Regions from separate parts of the Mus musculus genome. Here regions 2, 3, 4, 5, 6 and 7 are each linked to region 1. Evidence: chromatin contacts called from public Hi-C and HiChIP or PLAC-seq data. All regions are on one chromosome and are shown on one strand. The core of a region is the stretch at or near the end of the contact, and the rest is flanking DNA. Distances in the headings are between cores, read along the strand shown. Region 1 holds the start of Vcan (versican). Region 2 has its middle 76 kb from the start of Gm41013. Region 3 overlaps Xrcc4 (X-ray repair complementing defective repair in Chinese hamster cells 4). Region 4 has its middle 7.6 kb from the start of Gm41013. Region 5 has its middle 11 kb from the start of Gm41013. Region 6 has its middle 40 kb from the start of Gm41013. Region 7 overlaps Xrcc4 (X-ray repair complementing defective repair in Chinese hamster cells 4).

Region 1 (3,713 bases), core at 1,157-3,656:
GTTGTGAGTCCGCCCAGCTGCAGGCGCCTCCCAGAGCGCCGCGGGAAGCCACGCGGATGAAAGAAAAGGAGCCCGTGTTTTGGGGAAGACCAAATTCCCTTCTTTTTGTCTCCTCCAAACCCCAAAGACTCACTTTCCAGATTCTGAAGTGGAAAACTGACTATTAAAGGAGAACTGGGTCTTCTCTTTGAACCAAAGGATATGAAAGTGGTTTTCTGGCCCTATTTTCCGCTTGTGCTGAATTCTTCCATCAGGGGGAGCCCACGCCTACTACAAAACTCCCTATTCCTAGACATCTGGGTTCTGCTAGTCCGAAACACCCAACTGCAAGCAGATCTTAAGGAGCGCACCGCCTCCGCCCCCCCCCACCCCCCGCCCTTGCTCCTCCCTCTGGGCCTGCCTCCTTGGACAGAGACGGAAGGGACTTCACACTAGCCATTCATTTGTGAGCCGTGGGGGAGGGGACGCAAAAGCGCAGAGGAGGTAGAAAGGGGAAAGAGAAGACAGAGAAGATGGAGACTGAGAAAGAGACACAAAGATGAGGGAACACAGATAGCGAGTCTCCACTGTGGGTGTACTTGAGGCAGTATTGCCCTGCAGCCTCGGGGGAGATTTCTTTCCCTTTCCTCGGGATCCCGAGAACACGTAGGACATGCGGAGGCGAACGTAGTTGGATCCGAGAGCAAATAGTTTAGGCTATGACATTATTTTCTTACCACTATTTCTTCTGTCTAACCCCTCTGAGCAGTCCACGCCCATTGACACCGAGAACAAACCGAGACAACCGGGATGTCCCGGGTCTGCAGGCACTAGAGAAGTCTCTGCAATGCCCACGCCTACTCAGGGCAGTAGGACTTTCTCAGCCAGGGCGTCCCCGGGGAAACCCGGCACGCACTCTCCACAACCACTCCACCAGCCCGTAAAGTTGCTCAACTCAAGTGGAGAAATGGGAGCGGATGAAGATACAGAAGGGAACAGAGGACTGCTGTAATCCAGGCGAGAAGACTGCACCAATTGGTCCCCAACTCGAGTCTCCACGCCACCTTTGTCTGGAGAATCTATGGGTCCTGGTTTGCTAGTAAAGATTGGGGGACAAGCCTTCATTTCGTTTTCCAGAGCGAGGGGGGAGATACTGCACACCCCTCCAGTTCAGGGAAAGCTTTCCCGCCCAGGAGCCTCCCAGACCTCTACGGTGTTCCAACAACCCCACCCCCATCCAATGCGCCTTCCCGGCTGGCTCGGGAGCACCACGCGCAGGACAAAAGAACACAGGGGCAACGTGAGAGAGCTTTGACAGCCCTCAAGTCATCAAAGAAAAGCAGCCCCAGGACCCTACCCAACCCCTGCCAGATAGCCTCCCACATTGCCTGAGGGGTTGGGGGAAAGGGTCATGTCCGTGCAGGTCCTGGGCCGCTAAAGTATCCTGCTGCCTTGTCAGGAGCTGCCCAGAGGTGACTTTCCAGGAACCAAAGATACTGACCACACACACGGAGCCAGGAAACCAGGTGGTCTGCCCTAAGGTGGTTTCAGGGGCTTGCATTTGGGCAAGTTTGGGGACTCTCCATTCAAACTTTTGCCTCGACCACTTTAAAGAGAACAAAATCAAGGTGTGAGGAGTCCATTCCATTCCTCCAACTCAAGATAGCAGGACTTTTCTAGGATTTCGCTACAAAATCCCTTCCCCCTATTCGGTTTGTCCTTTTCCTCTACCCCACCCCGGACTTCTTTTGTCTAGCTCTTTTTCAGCACCAAGGTCTATCTGAATTCATCTCTTTAACAAGTTACCTTCATGTTTGAAAGTGCGCACATTTTTCTAACTTCGCCTTACAGCTAGTCCTCTTGGCTTTAATTAAAGCCCTCTTCCAATTACAATGTGAGTCTTTCCCCCTACTAAGCTGGACGGTTTTCTTTTCCCAACAAGTTTTCCCTCTTTCTTTTAAATGGGGGAACAAAAGAAAAGTGATTACCTTGAAAGGCGGCTTACTGCAGTTTTCGGGGTGGAAATTCACTGCTGAGCTGTGAGAAAGGGCTCCGCGTTGCCCCGGAAGATCACATAGGAAGCGCGGTGGCCTGGGGAAGGGTGCAGCGAGTGCGGGACAGAGCTGGAGAGGAGAGAGGATGCGCTGGTAGCGGCAGATCCTTGTCCCAGCGCTTGGCCACAGCACCTAATGCTCACAGCTGCTGCGCCCGCGCTCCTTGAGTTCTTCGCCCAGAAAGGCTCGGGGCAGCTCGCCTGCAAGTTCAAATGCGGGTTGTGACACCCACCGTCATTATATCACTGTACCGTCAGAGCCGAGGAGGAGACTCAGCGAGAAGGAGGAGGGAGAGGAGGAGGAGGGTTCATTCACAGGCTCCTGAAGAGCTCCGTAGCTCAGTCACTCCAAAGAGCCCAAGCTTGGAAACAGGCGGAGGGGCGGAAAGGAGCTCCCTCAGCCTGCGGTAGGGACCGCCTGCCTCCCTGGCCAGGCACTCCCACCTCTCAGCGTTTCTTCCTGATGAGAAGTACCAATCGGCTGGGGGTGGGGGGAATCCGTGCTCCTCATTCAACGACTCGGTACCACCTCGCTGTGCAGTCTCAAACAACTGCCTTCCCACCCATCCCCACCCCACCCCCTCTTCCCCGCCCTGGGCTGCTACTTCTGAATTAGGGGAAAGGAGTCCCCAGGCTCTGCTGCGGCCAGCAAGCACAGAGCAATTAAGTATGGTCAGTCCTTAGGAGCGGACGGGACTCTATAACATCAGCCAAGAACTTGCGTATAATGTGTTTAATGCGACCACGGAGCTTGCTCGTCCCATCAGAAGAGGTGTCAGGCTCAATGCTCCTGCCAACCTGAAAGAGATACTGAGAAAGTGAGATCCCAAGCCCCAGGGAGACGCAAAAGCTTTTCGTGACTGCTCTCCCTAGGGAACTGCCCAATGGGGAGCCCGCGGCATCAGGCCCTACACAAAGACCCTGGCAATAAAGGGTTGGACAGGAAATCCCCCCAAGCAATCCCTTGTCCCATTCAAAGAGAATCCTTTCTCTGACACAAATCCGCGTCTTTCCTTAAATGTATTTCGCTTCCTTCCTTCTTCCATACCTCTGTCTTTCACAGGATATCTTGCAGAATTTTCTGCCTAACTCAGATTTCTTTGACTTACCAGTCTTTCCATGTTGTCTGGAAATGGAATCTTTCACGTTCGCAATTTTTTTTTTCCCCTACTCAGGCTTATCCATCGATGTAAACAACATCAATATAGAGAAGCACACCCTTCACTGAATCACAAAAGACTCCATTAGGACCTTAAAGAGCAAAGGGTCAAACAGTTAATACAAAGGATTTCTGACCCTCACAAAAGGGCGACTTTGAATTTTCCGTTACGTTGAAGTCTAGTATGAGTTTCTAGAGAGAGGACAAAATAAGTTCGCAAGACATGTCGAAGTAACTCTCAGGGTACTGAAACAATTACAAACTTTTCCTCCTACACCAATATGGAAATATCCTTGTAATTATTGACTCTGAATGTTTTGCTTAGAGAATGACATCAAACACAGGGCTTCAGAAACGGTAGTGATTAACGCAGAGAGTTTGTCTTTACCCTGGATTTCTTTAATTAGATTGGCTGCCAACCACAGTTCTAAAGTTGTAACCTAGACCCTTCTGCATGTGGGCTCCTTTTCTAAGGTTTGTAGATTCAATATGATCATAGATCTTAAGTGATAAACATGTGGT
Region 2 (3,759 bases), core at 571-3,070, 500 kb after region 1:
TTATCTTTGAGTCTTCTGACTTCCATTAAATTTTTCTATTTTAACTCTTATTTTTTTCATCTCTCAAACATCTGTTGAGGCTGAATTGTTCAGTATTATTGCATTCTATTATAGCATGGAGGCAAGTCCTTCTCACATCATGTCTGTGGTGAAAATTAGAATTTTCACTTAACCACGGAGTAGTTCCAAATCCTTGATTGCTCATGACAATTTCCATGCCCTCAGTTTTCATATGTATAAAATGGAGGTTTCAATAACACATAATTCATAAGATTTGTATGAAACACACACACACACACTGTCCTTGGAACAAGACCTGATACCCAATATATGCCATCAAGGCAATTTCTTATTATTAACTTTTATTCTGTTTTCTGCAACTGGGTTTTTCTGTCTTATTATTTTGGTCTCTTGCTTTTGTGCTTCTGCCTTCCCAATATAGATTTTTGTTGTTGTGGTTCAGATCCAATCATCCTTTAGAATTATAAATAAGGCTCCTTTTTCCTGATGATTTTGAACATCTCCTTTGTTGTTGTTATTTTGTGAATAGATCATTTCTCCAAAAGTCTTATCATGGCTTTGGAATTTCCCCAGCAGCAATTTGGTTTCAGACAAAGGTATTCTGTAACTTGCTTCACCTTAGGGTGAATCAAACAGACAGCAGAAGACAGGCAGTACTTTCCCTAAATAGGAGAACAAAGAAGCTTGAAACTTCTGTATTCCAATAGAATCCCACTGTGGTTCATTCACTTATTCTCAGAGGTTGTTTTGTTTCTAGCTGGTGTAGAGACAAAGGCAATTGGTTAGCTATTTGCTTGAAATCCCTCTTGTTTGCTCCACTTTTCACTTCCACCCAGCACCTTGCTTGCCAGTTTCACTTTTATGTCTGCGGTGGGAAGGCCTTCAATTCCACTGCCCGTTGTAGAATATGATCTTCATTTTGTTAAGCTCGATTTCATAATGCCATCCATAGTCTCAAAACTTTCAATTTCTGTCTCTCAAAATTTTGTTTTAATATCTGTCCTGATAGTAAGCCATCCCCAACCCCAGACATCAGGCCATACTCCTGTCTCTCATTACCTTCTTTGTTAATGCTGTTAATAGTTGCCTTTGGTAAAAATCACTGAATCTTCCATGGCCTATCCAGAGATCAAAGTGAGTTTACTGTTCATTCTGCCTTGATAGTGCAGAAGTACCACCACAAACAACATTGTGGGGATTACTGGAAAGTATCAATTAATAATCCATCCTGTTTTGATTCTAGAACAATTAACAGCAAAGATAACAGACTACCAGATCCAAAAAAATGTTATCGCATAAAAACAGTGGTGACTGATCACATTCCTGAGGAGTTAAAGAAAGAAAGAAAAAGAACTAAGAAGTCCCACTATATCTAATTGCTGCAATTAATTAAGTCACTCCTTCCTCCTGGGGGAAGTAGAAGCAAGAAACAAAGAGAATAGCTTCTCTCAGACAGTCACAACACTGAAATCCCTAAGGCAAGAAAGGGAACCAAGGTGGCTCAGAAATCCCAAAAGCTATAATGGAAACAAGATTTTTTTCCTTCTTATGAATATAAAATATTTTATCAGTTTCCAATCTTTCTGATATATATATATATATATATGTATATATATATATATATATATATATGCTTTTTATTTTCTAAGTTTCTCATCTCAGCCGGAATTTCCTAAGAAACAATTCACTCTATCCCTGTAAGTACACAGTAGTAAATCACAAATGTCTGTATTTCTTCTCGCCAGAAAAAGCACAAAGCTGAAAAGACTCCCGCGGGAGATGTCAGTGTTGTGAGTCTTCCTGACCCTGCAGATGGCCAGGATTCTGTGAGAGTGCATTTTATGTGTAGATTGCTCCTGACATATCATCCCTCACTAAATAGCTGCTGATGACATTCAGCCATTTTCATGAAACATCTCAGGTTTTCTTCTCCTCAGTTTGAGATTGGTTCCTGAATTACAATCCCTGGCAGGAACAGGAAGATATTAAGTTGCTGGCACAGAGAAATGCTTTTCCTCACCCTGTGATTCTATTAAAGCATCTCACAAAAGGTTGTTGACTCTTTACTGAAGGGTTTTTGTAACAAGTTTTTCTGTGTTGGTTGAAGAAAATAGAACCACTGGCTGAAATGGTTTCCTACTACTTTGTCCTTCATACATAAAATGATAGAATGAAAGTAAGCATATTACCTATGTCATTCAGCAAAAACAAATGGTGTTTGTGACCCGATGACCTGGATAGTTTAGGGACCCTTTCTTCTATTACGTTAGCGTTTATAGAGGATCTCTGGAGTGTTCTGCAGTGTGTCCAGAATTGGTGAGTACCCTACTGTGAAGAGCTCAGTCCAGTGATTAGTTAGAAGAAATGAACTACTTACCTTATGTATTCCATATGATGATGTGCTTTAAACAAATATGTGAGTAAATATAGCAGATAATAACAGCTCTTCTACTCAGTGTAAAGGTTAGAGGCAGATTTTCCAAATCCAAAGACAGAGTTTTCAGAGAGATAAGAATGGCAACAGGAAACAGAATATAGGTGCCTCTCTTGGTCTGTACACTTGGATTCAAGCAGTGGTTTGAAAATACATTAAAAAGAAAGAAGTTGTACTTAGTACATACAGGTGTTTCCCCATTACTTCCTCAACTGTATGTTGTGATGACTATGTTTTTTTAGTGAATCAAAGAAGGCTCTCTAGAGGTATAGAATTAATAGGATATTAGGGAAGGTATTAGATTAGCATACAGTGATGGAGTTTATTGAATGAAAGGTATTGTGCATGATGGAGAGAGGACCAGAGAATCCACTACCTGTTAATCCCAAGAAGCATGGAGCTTCAGAACAAGAGGGATAAACAATGTAGCCCAAATCTGAGGTTGGAGGCGTTGACGACACCTGGGCAGACACTAGAGGGGGTCCTTGTTGATAGGTTGAAGAGCAGGGGTCTGATGTACACATGTGATGGCAGAAGTAGTAGGTACCCTCGGTTAGAAGGAAAGGAGTGTGCACATACTGCTAAGCTTCCCCTTCCATTTTCATTCGTTGTAGGCTGCTAGCCTATTAGATGGGGCCAGCCATATCCAAGACACATTTTTGATTGCATCTTAAATGTGTTTAGAACTGCCTCACAGATATAATTGGAAGAACACTTTATTCTGCATAGATATCAAGATTAACTATGATAATTATCTGCCATATGTAATTTATAACTAATTTAATGCATATGAGACATGCACAGGCTACATACAAATACTGTGCTAATGGAAATGAGGGACTTGAGCATCTTCAGGCTTGGGAATCTATAAGTGGTCCTTCCTGAACCAACATCCTAGCTTGGATACTGAATAATGACTATATTTAGGAAAAGTGGAATGGAGGAAGAAACCATGCTCAGAACATGGAACCATTTGAGACAGATCATGTTGGTGACAGATTAGCACAATGATCACAGATGAAGTCAGTGAATAGATGGACTGTATAGAATTACAGATAGGATGGTGAGTTTGAACTTCATATTTTAGATACATGGTTCATGATCCATAGATGCTCACTGTGGTTTGATGATTTAACCAAGAGGTGAGCTTGTGTGAACAGCTGCTGTAGAGCTTTTATAGCCACAGTTTGAGTAGAACTCAGGCCTAATAATGCAAAGGAATTCTGCTGCTATTTAAGCAATGCTGTTCTTGTCCTACATGGACCCATCCCCTAAACCTCATCACTTGCTTGCTCCATCTGCAT
Region 3 (3,360 bases), core at 235-2,734, 320 kb after region 1:
AAACATTAGGAAGAGCTTGGGCAACCCTACAAACAAGGAGGAGGAAGGACTGTAGGAGCCAAGAGGAGTCTAGGGCAGCAGGAGAATGTGGCCCACAGAATCAACTAAACAGGGCTCATAGGGGCTTACAGAGACTGAAGCAGCAATCTTGGAGTCTGCATAGATCTATGCTAGGTTGTCTGCCTACATATTATTACTGTGTAGCTTGGTGTTCTTGTGGGCATGGGAGGTAGCTGATGCTTTTGCCTACTGTGGGGACCCTTGTCTCCCTCCTGGGTCGCCTTGTCCAGTGTTGACATGAGGGTTTATAGCTAGTCTTATTGTAACTTGTTAGGCCATATAAAGTTTATATCCCTGAGAAGAGTGTTCTTTTCTGAAAGGAAACAGGGAAGTAGTAGATATGGGTGAGAAAGGAGGTGGGGGAAGGAGGCTGGGAGGAATGGAGGGAAAGGAAACTGCAGTCATCTGTATAAAAGAAGAATAAAATAAACATTTAGCTATAACTTACTACCAAACTAAATCTAGCTAAAGCAAAATAAGAAGAGAATTATATTATGAAGCTACAGTGTCAAGAGACCAAGTGTCTACCTCAAAATCAAGTTGACTTATGAAAAGTTGAGAAAATAATCAGGCAGAGACAGGTTTTGTAAAGGTACATGCATGAACAACTCCCAGTGGTCACACTACAGTGCACACCAGCTTATATCACTAACAGACTTCTTAGTAGTGAGCATCACAGAGGTTCACACTATACAGAAATAATATAAATATATTAATTTACAAATAATCATATAATATTAATTGTAGTGGGTATTAAGATTAAAAGAAAATAACTCCTTTTCCTAAAAAAGAAAATCTAATCAGAACATACACTTTAAAGGGTTTAGTTATGAATTCAGAGCTAATCTCGTAAAAACTGTGAACCCATTCTTCCTGAAACCTGAACATCAACAAACAAGGTTATGTATCTCTTTACACTGGAAACTGAAATTTCTAATACTCAGTAAAAATATGAATTATTTTTTCTTAAAATGGATCTCTAAAAATAAAAAAATGATAATAGTATTTTCCTTTCTTAAAGGGGAAAGCAAAACTGTAAATTTCACACAATCCTTACATGACTTGTATATTCCAAATGTTCAAGATGTGCAGTGATCCTGAATACATGACTTGGCACATGAAAGATTTGAAGATGGCAAGAAATGGCTAAAACTGTGCCTGCCAGAGGGCCAGACAAGAATGATCTGGAGTAGGGATTCACAGAGGTCTCTTTGCTATGGGAACACTATTATGTGGAAACACAACAAAATTTACTATATCGTTCTGAGTTGAATCTGTACATTCTTTCTCATCCTTCTGAGTTTCAGTGGTCATTTTTGACAAATTTCACAGTTATCTGTGTCATTAAGGAAAGCATTACAAACTCCTTCATAATGTCAGGGTCATCCAAGTGCAATGAACCTTACAGCATTTTGCCATGTGTGCAACTGTCAGCACATTTTTGCCAGCAGAACAACTTAGGAGATAGTATCATTCTGAATCAGTTTGCAGAACACATGGCATTGTAGAAGACTCCTAAGGAAGTCTGACTGAATAAGCTTGCCAATGTTTTAGCCGCATCTAGAAAGCTGAGCTTAGCACAGAAAGTTTTAACTCAATTAAATATTTAAAATTCTCTCTCAAACAATCCAGGCACAAACAAACTTATCAACAACAAACAGTGTGCAACAGTAAACATGGTAGCAGCCATCTAAACTTCACTGTGATGGTTAAAGGCAAATTGTCTAGGGACTCAGCACGCTGCTGCATTCCTGAGTGTGCTTGTATTGTTTTATCACTAGTAAGAATCAGTAAAAAACAGTATTCAAGGCCCTGGTTTTGATAAAGAGTGATTAATTTAAGGATAGAAAGCAAAGAAATTTCCAGGATTACTGCCAGTCTATAATTTATTTATAGCAAGACAACTGTAAATGACATAATTCATGAGGAATTAAAGATTTTTACTCACAGAATCAGGAAAGCAGGATGCACAAGCAAGCAGCCGGGGCAAGCCCTCCAGCACTGCACCTGCCAAGCCCCAGCCTTTCACATCCCAGGTACCAAAAGCTTCTCAGTGACTTGACATATGTTACCACAAAATGACACAAACTACTGAAAAAAAATGTCTGCTGAATAGGAAATAGCATTGCTCTTAATTTGACCTGTTCCATTTTGCAATATGAGAAGAAACAGGCAGTACTTGTAAGGGCATTTAACATCATCTGATTGAGCTTGGACGACAGAAAAGAACACAATTGATACTAAACTGAATGTGGTAGTTAAAATCTTCACCTATTTTAAATTATTATGTGACTAAGCTCAACATGATAAAAAAAACAAGCATTGACAGTGAATATAAATATAGAACTTATAAATGAAATTACAAGGGACAGCTGTTCTACATTATTCCCCACAATAACATATATTTGAAAATAATAATTTTATTTATTTCTTCAAATACTTCTCAGATTGGTAAATCTCCTTTACTATTATGAGTTTAAAAGATTGCTTCAAAAGCATTTAAAAATTAGATTTAACTAAAAACAAAATAAGCAAACAAAACAAACAGAAAAACAAGAACCAATTTCTTAGTTATTATCAATGAACCTGATAAAATTCTCTTTCTTAAGCTGTAAATCTCAGATAATTGATAAACCAAAGGCAAAAGCAAATTTGATGTCTATTTAATTTAGGTAGGCTATAAAATGAATAAACACAAACTTTTAAAGTAGCTACCTCCTTAGTCCAAATTGGTGCAGAAATTAAGCCAAGTAGCAGATTGCTTGGCTAGAAAGCATGCAATCTTTAAAAAGCTTAGACACAAAGTTATTTCTACTTTATTTTCTTAAAGTATGACAATATAAATAATGTTTCCTTCATTATTAATGATGATATATACTACTATATTTAACTATGTTGTTTTCAAATTTTAAATATAAAAAGATAAGAGGGATGACTTAAAGGCTAAAAGTATCCAGGTTCAGTTACCAGTACCCAAATGGCAGGCAGCTCACAACTGTCTGTAATTCTAGTTCCAGGGTATTTGAAACCCTCACAAAGACACATATGTAAGCAAAGCACTGACACAAATTAAAAAATTAAAATTTACTAAACTAATAATAAGATAAAATTTCAAATATACCCAAAGAAAGAAAATAAATCAATTATTAATTAGGCAAAGATAAATTTAATGTTTTCTTTCTAAAATTCTGTGTCTTAGTCAGGGTTTCTATTCCTGCACAAACATCATGACCAAGAAACAAGTTGGGGAAAAAAGGGTTTATTCGGCTTACACTTCCATACTGCTGTTCATCACCAAGG
Region 4 (3,548 bases), core at 577-3,076, 430 kb after region 1:
TCATATATGTATTTGCAAGTCCATCTATTCCTAAAATCCTAACCCATTAACTCACTACCCCAAAGTTGCCATTACATTTAAATTTCATGTGAATGTGCATGACTAAAGATATTTCAACATAGTTATTAGGTAGCATGCCTTTAACTTGTTTAAAAACTCCAATATTTAATTACCCATACATGTTTCTTAGAAGTGTAGATTGGAAGAAGCAGGGCATTTGTGTCAAGCTGACCAGTGCTATAGCCCTGGTGTGGCGTGTAAATGAACCACTCTGATTTCGAAATCTTTATTTTAAAGAGGTACTGTAAAAATTAAAGATCATACAGAGAAAGTGTCTAGCTATAGGTTCTGGCACTTTAGTATATACAATTATTTTTATTTTTATTTATTTGATGATGTATGAACATGCATGGGTGTGTGCATGCATGGGTGTGTGCATGCATGGGTAGGTGCATGTATAAGATAGGTGTGTGCATGAGTATGTATGCCTCCTCACCTGTGTGTGTATTTTCATGTGTTGTTGGGGTGTGTGCATATGCAAATGAATAAATCTATGTTTGTAGACCTCAGGTCAATCTTGGCTTAAGCCAGTGAACCCAGGAGAGGGGCCCTTCCAGCTTCCCTAGTAGTAGGATTACAAACACATGCTGCCATGCTACATTTTTCAACATGGATGAGAGCTTGAGTTCACTGACTGAAGGATCTTTACAACCTCTAAATAGAATTGTTTTTATAAGTTCAAAATTGCATTTCCCATTAGCTCCATGTCAGAGGAAAGATACAGAGAGCTCACTGTATAGAGTTCTACTCTAGTTCCTCAGCCTGCACGTATATCTTCAGCTGTTCCACTCACAGTGACCCTGCAAATCTTAGAATTCCCTTCTTTAAAAAGGTCTCAAACTGAGTGAAAAAGAGAGATGATTTTTCAATATGGGTACTTTATCCCTAGCAGACTAGAAAAGATACAGTGTCAACATTTGCTAACATTGCCAATATTTTGGAAAAAACATGCTAAGTGTTAATTATGAACAGTTAGAGTACATCTTGATGTACATGTTATAAATTCAGAGAGGGACAAAGTGCACAGGAGAAAGAAAACCGTATGTTGGCAAACTCGGAAACATGGAAACGTTACTCTTTCATGGTTTTCCATGCATTTGAATCTTTGGACAGTTACTCAATTACAGCTTGTTAACTGTAAGCTTCAAAGCAACTCTGCAGCTCAGGTCACCTTAGTCAGGCAATCAGCCAGTCAATGATGTATGAATTCCCAAGAAAGGAAAGGCTCTGAGCTAGAGGCCCATTTTTATTTTCCTCAGTAAGATGCTTGATGCTGAGAGCCTGTCATTCCATCAGGAGGCCCTGCTAATGGCCTTTCCTTTTGAATCCTCTGTTGCTAGAGCTCTGAAGAGGCTTGAGTTGAGTCCCTCCCGTCTGCCAACCAACATCACAGCTCTTCCTGCCTGCACCAGATGAAACCCTTTTAGTCCGGAAGCTTTCCCAGATTAATACCAGACCTTAATCTCATACCACTCCTGGCCCACTGCTTCTCAACTTTATTTTATAAATATGTGTATTGTTTGGGCTGAACTGAACCAAATTGTATTCTCCCCAAATTTGAGGATAGCACTCAATTATAAGATCATAGGGTATTCAAGATCAAAGGGTTTTTTTGAGGTTTAGCTAAATCACCTCATTTTTCAGATTAAGATAAATCAAAACACAAACTCTGTAAAGGAAAAATATCCTCATAGTGTAGATGGCAGTAGAATCTGAGACAGGAAAGAAAACCCGGGGCTAGCATCTGGTTCTGCAAACAGCTAGCTGTGTGGACTCCAGCTGCTCACTTGCCCTCTCTGTGTCTTGGTTTAAATTAGTCTGCAAATTGCAACATTGCAGGCATTCCGCAGAATGAATATAAAAGGCTTGGTAAATTTAAATAAATGCTGCCTGCTATAAAGTCACACCTGACAAAATGCAGACCAGAACCAGAACTCCAAATGCTTGAAGTCAGTGTCTCTTCTTTCACCGCGGATGATTGGGAAGTTACTTAAACTTCTGCATATCTTTAGCATATCCCCAAGTGTGCCAACCCTCTGAGAACAGCCTAAGCATCCTTCAGGGGTGGCTGCCTCCCAGACAGATTAGAATTCTTTTGAGACAGGTATGTAAGAGGGATTTTGTTATTGTTTCATGCCTCAGGAAAAGATTCCATCACTAAAGCTGCAATAAAAATGTTACTTCTATTAAGGGGAAATGATTAACACTCCTTAAGTTAGGCAATAGTTTCCCACCCATTTCTAAATCTGGCCTCACAGGAACTAAGCCACACAGATGGGAAACCAGAAACCAAAATGGGGAAAAAAAAAGAAAAAAAAAAAAAAAAAAAGAAAAGAAAAGAAAAGAAAAGAAAAGAAAAGAAAAAAGAAAAAAAGAAAAAAGAGAAGCAAGAAAAAAGGAAAAAGGAAAGAAATAGAAATAATTGGACATGGTGAATATATGTGGTTGAAATTCTTCATCTGGTTTGTCTCAGCTGGTTGTGGAAGTTATGCAGATTTGAATACAGTTGAAAATCCAAGCAAAATATTATGAATCTGAAGCCAGCAGTATCAAGCTTGAGGAAAACTGAACCAAGGCAAACTCAAGTGTCAGGTATTACATGTCTTTTCTGAGAGTGAAATTCTAGCAGGAAGGTGCATTCAACTTGCAAGAAAGGACTATGCCCTTCTAACTAATTATCACCTTTGTGTTTACATTTCATGAGTCAGTGAGCTGGAATGATTAAAGCACATGTTTAGAGACTCAGACAGGAAGGAGTGAGCCAATGCTGCCAGAGGATGCTAAATGTGCCCATCCTGGCTGCCCCTGTGGAATCCAGTCTTCTCCTGGATTCAAGGTTTTGCTTACACAGCCTGCCAATGGGCCCACCACAGATGTGTGGTGGTTACTTGAAGAGAGTGGTTCCACATGGAAAGTAAATCAGCATATATGAATGACTCACAACATCATTCTCAGCACAGAATCTTTGCCATGCAGGTCAAGGTATCCATGGTGTCTTGTTTGAGACCATAGTAAAAAGACAATTCTCATCAGAACAATATATGAGATAGGACACATGATTTATCTTGCCTGAGTAATGAATAAAAGGAAATGATAGTGGGTGAGATTGAGCAGAATAAAGAAGAATTTTCTATAAGCTTAGGATGAAAAATGAAAACATGCTTGTGTTATGAAGCCTAACCCTACGGAATCTCAGAGGCTGAATCAACAAACAAGTACTTTTAATTTGAATTTTAATAAAGAAGTGATTAACTTGTTAATAATCCACTAGCAAGGGTAGAACATGATGGGATATGACCATAATCTCAGCAGTGCAGAGGGCTGGGAGTTCAAATCCAGCCTCAGTGACCTATTAAGTTCAAGGCCAGCCTGGGCATCATGTAGACCAGGTCTCAAGCAACCAAACATAACCCACACAAATAACTTACAGTCCCATTGCAACTATACTGTCACAGACTATATTTTGAAATCATCTACATGGTGGAGGC
Region 5 (3,597 bases), core at 925-3,424, 410 kb after region 1:
GAGCTTGTTGCAAACCACATGAGGCTTTATTCTGAGAAAGCCAGAGCTCTGGGGACGACTCATATCCCACGCAGGGGTAGAGGAGTCGACCTCGAGGGGAAAGAATTCCCAGTTTTTATAGGCCCTCAGAGGGGAAAGGAGAAGGGGGAGAATAGGGGATTTCCAGATCTAAACAATATCTATTCTAAAATGATTGATTCCTCAAGAAATGGGTATGGGAGGGAAACAAGGAAAGAATCTAATGAAGGTGCAGCAATGGGCACACACCTGGTCAGAACATTGGCAGACACACAGGTTCGAGGAGTGGCCAAAGCATTGTGCACCTTTATTTTTCTAAATCAGTGAAGCCAGTTCTACTAACAATAAAATCTATTTTACCAATTTCAGGGCTTCTATGACCTTTTACATTCTGCCAGGATCTTTCAGAACTATAATCTAAAAATCCACCTTTTCTGCCTTGAGTTGTTTCTTCTCAGATACTTGGCCAAACTAATATGCACATGATGATGATAATGATGAGGGTACACCATAGAATTCTAGGAACTCATATGAGATAAATCAAATCCAATCACCCAATTCTGGAAAGGTTCAACGCATAAAGAAGTGATAAAACTGGGGCTTATGCGTAATGAGGGTATAAGAATATAGCATAGGGATAAAAACTGTCTCAGTAAAAGACTAGAAAAGACAAGATAACACGGAGAGAACGAACATCCAATCTGGTTTACATTATTTTAGTTTTACTCATGGAAGGCTGAGGAGGGAGTAGAGGATTGAAAAGAAACAAGAGTCTTCAAAGCAAAATCAGATGCACATTGTCAGCGAGCACCACAGATTCCTCATCTACTTGGGAGCTTCTTTATGGTCAGGAATGAATTTCCTTTTGAAATCTAGAGAATTTTATAACTGACCCATCTCACACTGCTGATCCTATAAGTTCAAGCTCAAGTTCTCATATGAATTCCAACTATTCAAAAATGTAATGTACACTTAATAGATGTTAGGGCTCAACCATAGTTAAAAGCTTGTGTTTTAATAAGACTTGTCCTTAGTTAGAAATGGAATCACTGAATACACTTCTAGAATTTCATGTCTGATTATGAATGTTTGAGCTTTTTACCAAGTTTTGCACAGTTCATTTCCAAGGATCCTATAGAGGAGATAGGCACCATCCAGAAACAGTTTAAGTAAAATGAGAAAACATGAATTCTCTGGGACAGAGAAGCATGTCCCAGCCCTTCATAGCTTAGGATGGAAAGCATATGAAGACTGGGACAGCCTCACCTGGGAGCTTGGCCCTCACTGCCTTCCAGCTCTCCTCCCTCAGAAGGTTTGTTATCCTTGATACTGAGTTTATTGTAGGGTGTCCCACCTGCCTATACACAAATAAGGAGCTTGAAGAAATAGGTGGGCCAAAGCTGTTGACCAATCCTTGCTTCCCCCAAAATTTACAGCAGATGCAATCCCTTACATTTCTATGTATGTAAGGAAAAGGAGAACTTGAGTTTCTAGGCCTTACAATATTGAATTTTTCCAGGTAGCATCAAATTCTGGCCATAAAATAATAAAACAAATAAGCCAAAAGAATAAAATGTATTATGAAAACAATTTCTGTTTTTTGCAGATTATCATGTCTGCTACCTGGTAAAGCTTTTACTACAGTCTATTATTCTGAGTGTTTTTTAGCTAGTTTAAAAAAAAAAGTGACTATGTGTGTACTTCTACTATACTGATTAAATACCTTAAAAAACTAACATGTCTTCCACTGAGATTTTTCTCTTTTTTTCACAAGAAAAGATACAAACTATGTGGAAAAGGGCAATACTAACAGGTTCCCTCTGAGGTGGAGAATTAGTGCAATGTTGTGATTCATGGTTTAGCAGCATCAGCTGGAATGTCATCTGCAACATGATTCAGTGTGTATTCATCACATGAACTTAAAACATGTCTGAATTCCATGTCTTTTATAGTTCTACAAAAACTTTCTTAAGACTGAAAATGGTGGTGATTTTTTAAAGCACCCCCTTTAACAGGAAAGCAAAATGTACAAATGAGAGGAATGTTGTTTGTTATAAAATAAATTTGAAAATTGAGCAACCAAATGAATTTACTGTTAAAAGTCTGAATTTCATACTGAATGCCTGCATCCGCTTTCTTACTCATTTTCACAGCCCAGTACAAAGGAATACAATAACTCCACTCCACCCCCTGCACCAAGCTATGCTAATTGTAGAAACTGAAGACATTTTATCTCCATAAGGAAAGAGAAAAATATTCCATATATATTTTCAAAATCTAAGATGTGAGTCTCAGAAAATTAGAGAACAAAATTTTAGATCTCTTTCCCAAATGGTTTGCTTTGTTTAAACCATTTGGTTAAAGATGAAAATGAAATTTTAAAAAAGGAAAAAAAGCGGGGAGGGGAGAGAAAGGCCACCTTTCAAAGAAAGGTGAAGTCATCGATTTTTCTTGAAGTGTTCCACAAGAAAGAAGCAAGATCTGGTGCTATGTGCACCCCAGGGCTAGCAGCTGGAGGGCAAAAACCACCTTTTATCCATGACTGACAAATAATACATAATGAGGAGGGAGAAGCAATTCAGGGTTTCAACATTTCTCTCTCTCTCTCTCTCTCTCTCTCTCTCTCTCTCTCTCTCTCTCTCTCTCTCTCTCTGTCCTCTTTCAGGGCAGAGCATGGTGCTGCTGTTCCCACTTGTCAACCTTTGAGGTGCTGCCAGGAAAAGGGACTAGGGTGACAATTGTTCTCTCCTCCTGCAGTCCCCCCAAGCTCTAGTAAATATATGCGGCTTTTTTTTTTTCCAAATAGCATCCAGCTGCAAGCAATCCACCACTTCTCCTTGGAATGACATGCTGGGGGTGGGGCTCTGGAAATGTACTGCACAGTTATAATAAGCCCCGTAGAGTAAAGCTGAGATCTAAGATCCGGAGAGTGGCGTATGCAACTGGAGAATTGCATCAGTTGGTGGCTGATACACAGTCAGTTGGGAAAAGAGAGTTAAAAGGAGTCATAGAAAGAGATGAAATCCGAGCTCTGTTCACAAGTGAATTTTCAAAAATTGTGCCATACTGTGTATATTAAAAATAATTTTTACATTCCATGAAAGTGAGATGTTTAATGTAAGTAATTTATAGTACAAGTGAGACAAGAAAAATGAACAACCAGAAAAATCTAGAGGTAGGTCTTGTTAACATCTTTAGGTCTTTTTATTGTTGTGGCTGCTGTTGTTTTTTTGTTTATCATAGCCCAAAAGTATTGAACCTCTCAGAGACTATTTCTACATATACATATAGTTCACATCGTTGTGCCCTGTGTGTTGTTCATCAGACTAAGTGGTGCTAAGTGGTGCTATAATTGGAGATGAAGGAATTGTAGCAGGTGATAGTGCAGATTGTTTTTAAATTATTGCACACAACATATGTGCTCAATTCCTAACCCTATATTTCGCTGGATTTTTTTTTTTTTTTAGTTAGACAAGTCACTCTTTAAAAATCTTAATTCCTTCCCTAATTTCTTTCTCAGCCTGCCATTCTTATCTCCTTCTACTAAGGTCAAGTCTAAGTGGATCAAGGAATTCCACA
Region 6 (3,301 bases), core at 659-3,158, 460 kb after region 1:
AGTGTACTTACATATATTAATAAATAAATCTTTTAAAAAAAAAAATCTTAAGCTTGCGATCAAACTGTAAACTGCAGTCAATGGAACACTTGGAATTTTAAACATAATTTTTAAGTTTCTTTTGCAATATTAGAATATATCCATAACTTTTGGAAAGCAAAGCACAATTTTAAACAATTTATTCTCTTTAAAATCAATACCAGAAACATCACTTTCATGTTACGAAGTTTGGCTGCCAATTCGTACATATGAATGCATGACAGTGCAACTTTTAATGCTTCATTAAAGAGACATTGTTTTAAATCTTATCTCTTATAAGTTTAGTTTCTAGGATAAGAATTAAAGAAAATATTATCCCAATTTAGAAGTATCCATAGAGGCCTATTTTCCTGGGCTGGTTCATGCCACATGTTGTTGTTTAAAATGACTCCAACTCTGAATTATCAGTTTAAGCTAACTTTCTTATTACCAATGTTACACCTTTTTAATCATACCCAATAACTTATAAGCCAATACTCTATGAGCAAGACATGCAGAGCACATTTATACCTTTAAGACCAGTCAGAAACCAAATGAAGTGGCTACACAAATCTTATAAATTTAGATCTATCTAAGAATTTTTACTTTTTCTAGCTATAATTTTAGAGGAAAAACACTTTGTCATTTGCTGAACCCAATAATCACAATTGCAGAGAATTTTCTAGGAAAAAAACAACTATCAGCTTATTTGCCTTAGAACTAAGAAGCTGCAGACTCCTTTTATAAACAGATCTTCAGCAGGGGCTCTCCTGCTGTGCTTGACTCCTGGCTAAGGTGCAGGGCAACTTTAATCAGCCTACACTGTGCAAACTGAGACTGAATCAAGAGATGACATCCATCAGATAAAGTTTTAACCATTTTTTTCTTTTCAACATGAAACATAGAACAACAGTCATTCAGATAACAAAACAAAAACAGACATGAATTGACACATGGACAGATTGGTGTACCAAACACAGACAATACAGAAAGGGTAGAGAACTTGATGTAACTAGGACTAAGGGTGTCTCCTGTAGGGGCCAGAGATGTCTCCCGATTTCCTTCTGTCCTGGGGAGAGCTCCAAAATCCATTTTTCTTCTCTCTTGATCTCTATCTCTCTCATGTCATTTGTATATCTATCATCTCCTTTATTTCATTTCATTTTATTTTATTCTTTTTCTTTCCTTTTCTTTCCTTTTCTTTTCTTTCCTTCTCTTCTCTTCTCTTCTCTTCTCTTCTCTTCTCTTCTCTTCTCTTCTCTTCTCTTCTCTTCTTTTCTTATTATTTTAAGCCCTACTCCGCTTGCCTGATGTAGTTCTTGGCTGTGGACAAATGCCTGTTTAGAGTTTTCCAATCCCATTTCCCATTGTCAACCCCTAGCTGATATTAGTGCTGGGCCAATGCTGACTCAGTCTAGCCTGTATCGTTTTTGCACCCTTGTAATCAACAGCCTTCAAAAGGTGAAATTTTTAGCTCTAACATTAATGCTGTATATTGCTTACTGTGCAGGATACATCTTCTTCTGTTTTCTATGGAGCCCCACCAAGACAGTGTAACCCCAGTCCTTCTTTCTGCTTTCAGGCCATTTGTGGGGCGGCACCTGTAGCGGCCTGTGGATACAGGTTACTGGGTTCCTGAAAGTAAATCGGGTTTTGAATGGGAAAGGCTGCGAGAGAAATAACGAGCCAAGACAAAGTTTTCTGATCAAGGCCAATGTTTACTTATGAGTCTGAGCTTATAAAGCAAGGGGGCAGCGGAGGATCCCATCCCTACCATGCCAGGATCTTGTTGCTTTGTCAGGATCCTTGCTTTGTCTGGATAGTGTCAGCAAAACAGGTTCAGCCTCTTAGCAGGTCATGGCATCTTGGAGGAAAGCTGCAGATGTGGCAGAACAATAGACTTTACCTAGATCAGAAGCCTCTACTTTGGGTGGGGTAGCTGGCTGTGGCAAGTGAGGTCTGAGTCAGCCTGCTCAAGGCTGGGGGAAGGTCACAGTGTTCAAGTCTCTTTCCACTTTTTCTTCTATTAGATTCAGCATATCTGGTTTTATGTGAAAGTCCATGATCCATTTGGACTTGACCTTTGTGTAGGTGTCAAACATGGATCTATTTTCACTTTTCTACACACAGACTGCCAGTTAGACAAGCACCATTTATTGAACATGCTTTCTTTTTTTTTTTCATTGTATATTTTGGCCTCTTTGCCTAAGATCAAGTGACCATAAGTATGTGGGTTTATTTCTGGTTGTTTAATTCTATTCCGTTGATCTACCTTTCTGTCTCTGTACCAAATACCATACAGTTTTTATCACTTTTGCTCTGTAGTATAGCTTGAGGTCAGGGATCATGATTCCAGAAGTTCTTTTATTATTGAGAACTGTTTTCATTACCCTGGGATTTTGTTCTCCCCTATGAAGTTGAAAATTGCTCTTTTTATCTCTGTGAAGAATTAAGTTGAATTTTTGATGGGGGACTACATTGAATCTGTAAATTGCATTTGGTAAGATGGCCAGTTTTACTGTGTTAATCTTGATGATACATGCGCATGGAAGATCTTTCCATTTTCTGAGATCTTCTTCAATTTCTTTCTTCAGAGACTTGAAGTTCTTGTCATACAGATCTTTCACTTCCTTGGTTAGAGTCACACCAAGGTATTTTATATTATTTGTGACTATTGTGAAGGGTGTTGTTTCCCTAATTTCTTTCTCAGCCCGTTTATCCTTTGTGTACAGGAAGGCTTCTGATTAGTTTGAGTTAATTTTATATCCAGCCACTTTGTTGAAGTTATCCACTGGAGAAGTGCTCTGGTAGAATTTTTGGGGTCTTTTATGTATACTATCATCTCATCCCCAAATAGTGATATTTTATCTTCTTCCTTTACAATTTGTATCCTTTTGATCTCCTTTTGTTGTCAAATTGCTCTAGCTAGAACTTCAATTATTGTATTGAATAACTAGGGAGAGAGTGGGCAGCCTTTTCTTGTCCCTGATGTTAGTGGGATTGTGTCAAGTTTCTCTCCATTTAATTTGATGTTGGCTATTGGTTTTCTGTATATTGCTTTTATTGTGTTTACATAAGTGCATTGAATTCCTTATTTTTCCAAAACTTTTAACATGAAGGGGTGTTGTATTTTGTTAAAGGCTTTCCCAGCATCTAATGTAATGATCATGTGTTTTTTTTTCCTTTGAGTTTGTTTATATAGTGGATTATGTGGATGAATTTCTGCATATTGAATCATCCCTACATCCCTGGGATGAAGTCTACTTGATCATGGTGAATTCAC
Region 7 (3,329 bases), core at 612-3,111, 290 kb after region 1:
ACAGTACAGAGCAATGTGATTTGGATAAGTTCAGAAAAATAACCAAATGTAACGATTGGAATCATGGGCAGTGCTCTGTCAGGAGGATTAAAAGTATAAAAAGATAGCTAAACATAATAGCTGTGAATGAGGAAAGTTTATATAGATATACAAGACATTCCTAAACAAGAGTAGCAGGCTTGGTACGTATAAGACTCTCTTGTTCGGATATATTTTGGACTTGTCTACAGATTATTAAATGGCTAAGAAACCCTAGCTGCCTTAAAATAAGGAAAGGAGGACTGACACCAGCCCCAGGAGGCTCCAAACAGCAGCAGGAACTATTCCAAACAGACACAGATGTCCACCACATGAGAGCCAGCACGGGACCACAGGGACATGATGAAAGTCCTCTGTCCCCTGGTATTCCTACTGAGGTGTGAACAGCCATCTGTTCTTTATTTATGTTCCCAGAAACAAAATAACTTTCAAAATGTATAGAGAAAAGGTATGTTAAACACAATGGAAAAGGTGATGAACAGACTCCATCCTATAACATGTTTTAGTAGATACACAAGAAGCATTAATCAAATGCCTCCTAAATACATTTATCTCTTCAACAATAAACAAAATAGTCAGGAAAATAGTCAGGAGGTAACTGACATTGGTCAGTTTTATAGGTTATTATTATATTTTGACAATTATTAAAACAAGAAATCAAACAATTAAGAAACAAAATACAATTTCTTTAACTTTATTCTCACCCCCATGACTGACTAGTGAATATCTCAGTGGCATTTACAAAAATCATAGTGGTTTAGTAAAAAGACAACAAAAGATAGTTGGGCACTTCAGCCAAACTGCAAATGTGTTAAAAAAAATAATTGAACTTCTATATGAGTACTTGCATTCAATAACTACATGAAAAGACTATTTTAAAGATAAATGTCAAACCACAATTTATGATAATAATGCTTTCAAATTGCTGCAGTCAGCAAAATGGAAGTTTGCTGTGCCAAACATGGGCAGATTTAAAGACAAAGTATGAAATATGCTTTATTTATTGAAGTTAGTTGGACTTCCAATAAACAAGACATATATAAAAACTGAAGGAATGAGTGACATTTCATGAGGACCTCTGCAGCAACCAAGCCATGTAGCAATCAGGTAGCTATGTCTGTGTCAATTATCACTAAAGACATCTAGACTTTATCTTTTTGGAATGATCTTATATTCTTATCTATTTCAATATAATATTTGCAATCACAAAGGTGTCACTCTAAAGTAAAAGCAAATATAGATATCAACATATCTGAAGTAATAAAGTGAAGCTAATAATCCAGTGGCCACTGACTGGCTCTGTAGTTTCTTCTCCATTTATCCCGTGTCTATAATGTGTGAGTGGTAAGAGGATCTACTTCATATGATTGATACACTCACTAAAGAAGCTTCTATTGCAAAGCATTTAGAACAGGCTTATTTAAGTGCCATTTTAAGTGCCTGAAAATAACAGATTTATAGTATCACAATAAATTTAAAACATAATGATTTCCAAGTAACTGAAATTTTTAGTCGCTTTCCTTTTTTCTTTTTATTTACTCTTCTCTCATACAACCCAAACATCTCTCACTTCTTCCCTCCCAGAGTCTTCCCTATATATATACACACACACAGACACACACACACATACAGACACACACACACACAGACACACACACACACTCACACACACACACACACACCCCTTTTCTCTCTTCCCCAAATCCAGTGCTGCTCCATTTCCTTTCAGAAAAGAGCAAGCTTCACAGTGATACAAACTGAACACAGCTTAAGATGGAAGAATAAGCACAAAGCCTCCAATCAAGCTGGATGACTCAAAGCATGGTGAGAAAGGCTCCAAGCAACATGCAAAAGAATCAGGCACAATGTGCTTCCATTGCTGTAAGTACTACAGGGACAAAAAAAGCTAAACAACCAAAACACTTTGCCAAGGCCCTAGCTTGCGGCTTCTGAGCCCTGCTTTATCTTTCTTGAGAGAAGCAAGTAGGAACCACTGAAGAATCACACCCCCTACAAACACACACATTCCTGATCCCCGAAAAAGCAACACATTCTCTCTCTCTCTCTCTCTCTCTCTCTCCCTCTCTCTCTCTCTCTCTCTCCCCTAATCCTGCAGGATCACCCCCCTGAGATCACCAGGAAAGCAAAAGCTTAAGCATGAGAAAGTATCTAGAAGAAGCTCGGGAAATTTATTCAAAACAATTAGAACTCATTTCTTTATGAATTTGCCACTTGGTAAGAGCTCTGCACAACTTGGTGAGGAAAGAATAAAGAATTTCACATTATAACATAAACAGTTGATCATGGCACTTTATATAAAAGCAACACTGGGATATGGCATACAGAAAATGTCATTTGCACTACACATACTTACAGACTTAATTGTATTTTATTACGGATGCATAAACTATTGCCCAATATGATCACTGTGTGATTGTGAATCTGACAGCTAATTATTTAGAGTCATGCAGACGTCTCAAGATTTTTTTTCTATTTTTGTGCACTTATGTAATTTGATTTGGCAAAATTGAATGTTATACTCCATCACTATGTTATCAATACGTAAGCATTTCCAAAGAGCAACTTAGTTTTTAAGAATAGCTTTAAATAGCAAAAGAAAACCCAGGGCATATCCATAGTTTTTACATTTTTAGCACATGACATATTTTAAAATGAAGAAATATTAAAATAGGACATTTACTAATTGTGTTTAATAAACTATTATAATATAAAATTCTATGTATTTCAAACTTATAAAATATTATGGGTATATATTAATAGTAAAATTATAGAAGATCTAAAAATATTAGGAGGTTATGTAGGAGATATAATCTAGTCAATAGAATAAAGCTTTGTACATAGTAAGAAGAAAATGAATCCTCTCTGCCTGCCAGAAGTCCTCTTTGGACTATAAACAAGAGATCAATTGACAGTGTCTTAGACTTTTCTCAAATGGGAATTCTGCTACCATGACAGCTCCAATGCAATGACCCACAAGATTGTGGGTTATCATCATGTATTTTAGTCATATGTTTCTATTTGAACATATAACCTCCTCCATGCTAGGCAAGTTCTTTACCTCTAAACTATACAGCAGCTTTCTTTTTACTTTGTATTTTGAGACAGAGCCTCACAAAGTTGCGCACAGACTGCTTTAATTGAACTCTAGTCCACTTGGTCCTTAACCTTGCAATCCTCTTCCCTCAGCCTCCTGAGGACATGGGATCACAACCCTGTGGCAGCAGGCTCATCTATCAATCTTAATGAGTTCCTACTCTACACAAATCATA

What was found. HiChIP or PLAC-seq counts read pairs in DNA pulled down with a chosen protein or histone mark. Hi-C and Micro-C count contacts between places; a contact is called where the count stands out from the background.
Region 2: an H3K4me3 HiChIP or PLAC-seq map of the 230-238 cell line shows a contact between it and region 1, with 7 times the contacts expected there. The contact joins the enhancer-like site here to the promoter of Vcan in region 1. A contact is called at or near these places in 10 of 39 promoter capture datasets (the 3T3-L1 cell line, the C10 cell line, HPC-7-derived erythroid cells and 5 more), 1 of 15 datasets of contacts at CTCF or cohesin (pro-B cells), 9 of 484 Hi-C or Micro-C datasets (the 3T3-L1 cell line, 3T3-L1-derived adipocytes, Th1 cells and 6 more), 13 of 115 datasets of contacts at active chromatin or transcription factors (the 230-238 cell line, astrocytes, bone marrow-derived macrophages and 8 more) and 1 of 9 other capture datasets (adipose tissue).
Region 3: a RAD21 HiChIP or PLAC-seq map of pro-B cells shows a contact between it and region 1, with 2.8 times the contacts expected there. The contact joins the enhancer-like site here to the promoter of Vcan in region 1. A contact is called at or near these places in 5 of 39 promoter capture datasets (the C10 cell line, HPC-7-derived erythroid cells, cranial neural crest and 2 more), 4 of 15 datasets of contacts at CTCF or cohesin (the NIH/3T3 cell line, large pre-B cells, pro-B cells and 1 more), 10 of 484 Hi-C or Micro-C datasets (the BV-2 cell line, the C10 cell line, the N1E-115 cell line and 7 more), 23 of 115 datasets of contacts at active chromatin or transcription factors (the 230-238 cell line, the NIH/3T3 cell line, acute myeloid leukemia and 14 more) and 4 of 9 other capture datasets (adipose tissue, embryonic stem cells, liver and 1 more).
Region 4: a contact with region 1 is called in a Hi-C map of nephron progenitors, with 5 times the contacts expected there. The contact joins the enhancer-like site here to the promoter of Vcan in region 1. A contact is called at or near these places in 9 of 39 promoter capture datasets (HPC-7-derived erythroid cells, cranial neural crest, embryonic stem cells and 6 more), 3 of 484 Hi-C or Micro-C datasets (bone marrow-derived macrophages and nephron progenitors), 9 of 115 datasets of contacts at active chromatin or transcription factors (the 230-238 cell line, bone marrow-derived macrophages, embryonic basal ganglia and 4 more) and 4 of 9 other capture datasets (adipose tissue, embryonic stem cells, liver and 1 more).
Region 5: an H3K4me3 HiChIP or PLAC-seq map of craniofacial prominence shows a contact between it and region 1, with 4 times the contacts expected there. The contact joins the enhancer-like site here to the promoter of Vcan in region 1. A contact is called at or near these places in 12 of 39 promoter capture datasets (the 3T3-L1 cell line, the C10 cell line, HPC-7-derived erythroid cells and 8 more), 2 of 15 datasets of contacts at CTCF or cohesin (the NIH/3T3 cell line and large pre-B cells), 4 of 484 Hi-C or Micro-C datasets (bone marrow-derived macrophages, cortical neurons, embryonic stem cells and 1 more), 19 of 115 datasets of contacts at active chromatin or transcription factors (the NIH/3T3 cell line, acute myeloid leukemia, astrocytes and 14 more) and 3 of 9 other capture datasets (adipose tissue, liver and macrophages).
Region 6: a contact with region 1 is called in an H3K27ac HiChIP or PLAC-seq map of embryonic stem cells, with 3 times the contacts expected there. The contact joins the enhancer-like site here to the promoter of Vcan in region 1. A contact is called at or near these places in 5 of 39 promoter capture datasets (the 3T3-L1 cell line, the C10 cell line, cranial neural crest and 2 more), 1 of 15 datasets of contacts at CTCF or cohesin (pro-B cells), 1 of 484 Hi-C or Micro-C datasets (uterus) and 11 of 115 datasets of contacts at active chromatin or transcription factors (the 230-238 cell line, the NIH/3T3 cell line, embryonic basal ganglia and 6 more).
Region 7: an H3K27ac HiChIP or PLAC-seq map of neural progenitor cells shows a contact between it and region 1, with 5 times the contacts expected there. The contact joins the enhancer-like site here to the promoter of Vcan in region 1. A contact is called at or near these places in 9 of 39 promoter capture datasets (the C10 cell line, cranial neural crest, hematopoietic stem and progenitor cells and 5 more), 1 of 15 datasets of contacts at CTCF or cohesin (pro-B cells), 3 of 484 Hi-C or Micro-C datasets (the C2C12 cell line, bone marrow-derived macrophages and granulosa cells), 11 of 115 datasets of contacts at active chromatin or transcription factors (acute myeloid leukemia, bone marrow-derived macrophages, cardiomyocytes and 6 more) and 3 of 9 other capture datasets (adipose tissue, liver and pancreatic islet).

Annotation. Positions count from the first base shown.
Region 1 is chr13:89,740,106-89,743,818 of GRCm38.p6, forward strand. It overlaps Vcan (versican), which reads right to left and starts at 2,407. Exons shown (of 15, transcript NM_001081249.1): 1 at 1,968-2,407. The region is part of intron 1 of Gm4117 (a long non-coding RNA gene); the gene reads left to right.
Region 2 is chr13:90,236,716-90,240,474 of GRCm38.p6, forward strand. No RefSeq gene overlaps it. Among named protein-coding and RNA genes, the nearest start is that of Gm41013, 76 kb to the left of the region's middle. Within about 2 kb of position 1,821, at least 7 of the 459 cell types and tissues checked have an H3K27ac peak or open chromatin away from gene starts, as enhancers often do.
Region 3 is chr13:90,056,392-90,059,751 of GRCm38.p6, forward strand. All of the region lies in intron 3 of Xrcc4 (X-ray repair complementing defective repair in Chinese hamster cells 4), which reads right to left. Among named protein-coding and RNA genes, the nearest start is that of Xrcc4, 32 kb to the right of the region's middle. Within about 2 kb of position 1,485, at least 9 of the 459 cell types and tissues checked have an H3K27ac peak or open chromatin away from gene starts, as enhancers often do. A contact at or near this core is called in pro-B cells, where this site is marked.
Region 4 is chr13:90,168,780-90,172,327 of GRCm38.p6, forward strand. No RefSeq gene overlaps it. Among named protein-coding and RNA genes, the nearest start is that of Gm41013, 7.6 kb to the left of the region's middle. Within about 2 kb of position 1,827, at least 15 of the 459 cell types and tissues checked have an H3K27ac peak or open chromatin away from gene starts, as enhancers often do. A contact at or near this core is called in bone marrow-derived macrophages and nephron progenitors, where this site is marked.
Region 5 is chr13:90,150,182-90,153,778 of GRCm38.p6, forward strand. No RefSeq gene overlaps it. Among named protein-coding and RNA genes, the nearest start is that of Gm41013, 11 kb to the right of the region's middle. Within about 2 kb of position 2,175, at least 45 of the 459 cell types and tissues checked have an H3K27ac peak or open chromatin away from gene starts, as enhancers often do. A contact at or near this core is called in the NIH/3T3 cell line, cortical neurons, craniofacial prominence and 5 more, where this site is marked.
Region 6 is chr13:90,201,368-90,204,668 of GRCm38.p6, forward strand. No RefSeq gene overlaps it. Among named protein-coding and RNA genes, the nearest start is that of Gm41013, 40 kb to the left of the region's middle. Within about 2 kb of position 1,909, at least 5 of the 459 cell types and tissues checked have an H3K27ac peak or open chromatin away from gene starts, as enhancers often do. A contact at or near this core is called in embryonic stem cells, where this site is marked.
Region 7 is chr13:90,030,765-90,034,093 of GRCm38.p6, forward strand. The region is part of intron 3 of Xrcc4 (X-ray repair complementing defective repair in Chinese hamster cells 4); the gene reads right to left. Among named protein-coding and RNA genes, the nearest start is that of Xrcc4, 57 kb to the right of the region's middle. Within about 2 kb of position 1,862, at least 6 of the 459 cell types and tissues checked have an H3K27ac peak or open chromatin away from gene starts, as enhancers often do. A contact at or near this core is called in neural progenitor cells, where this site is marked.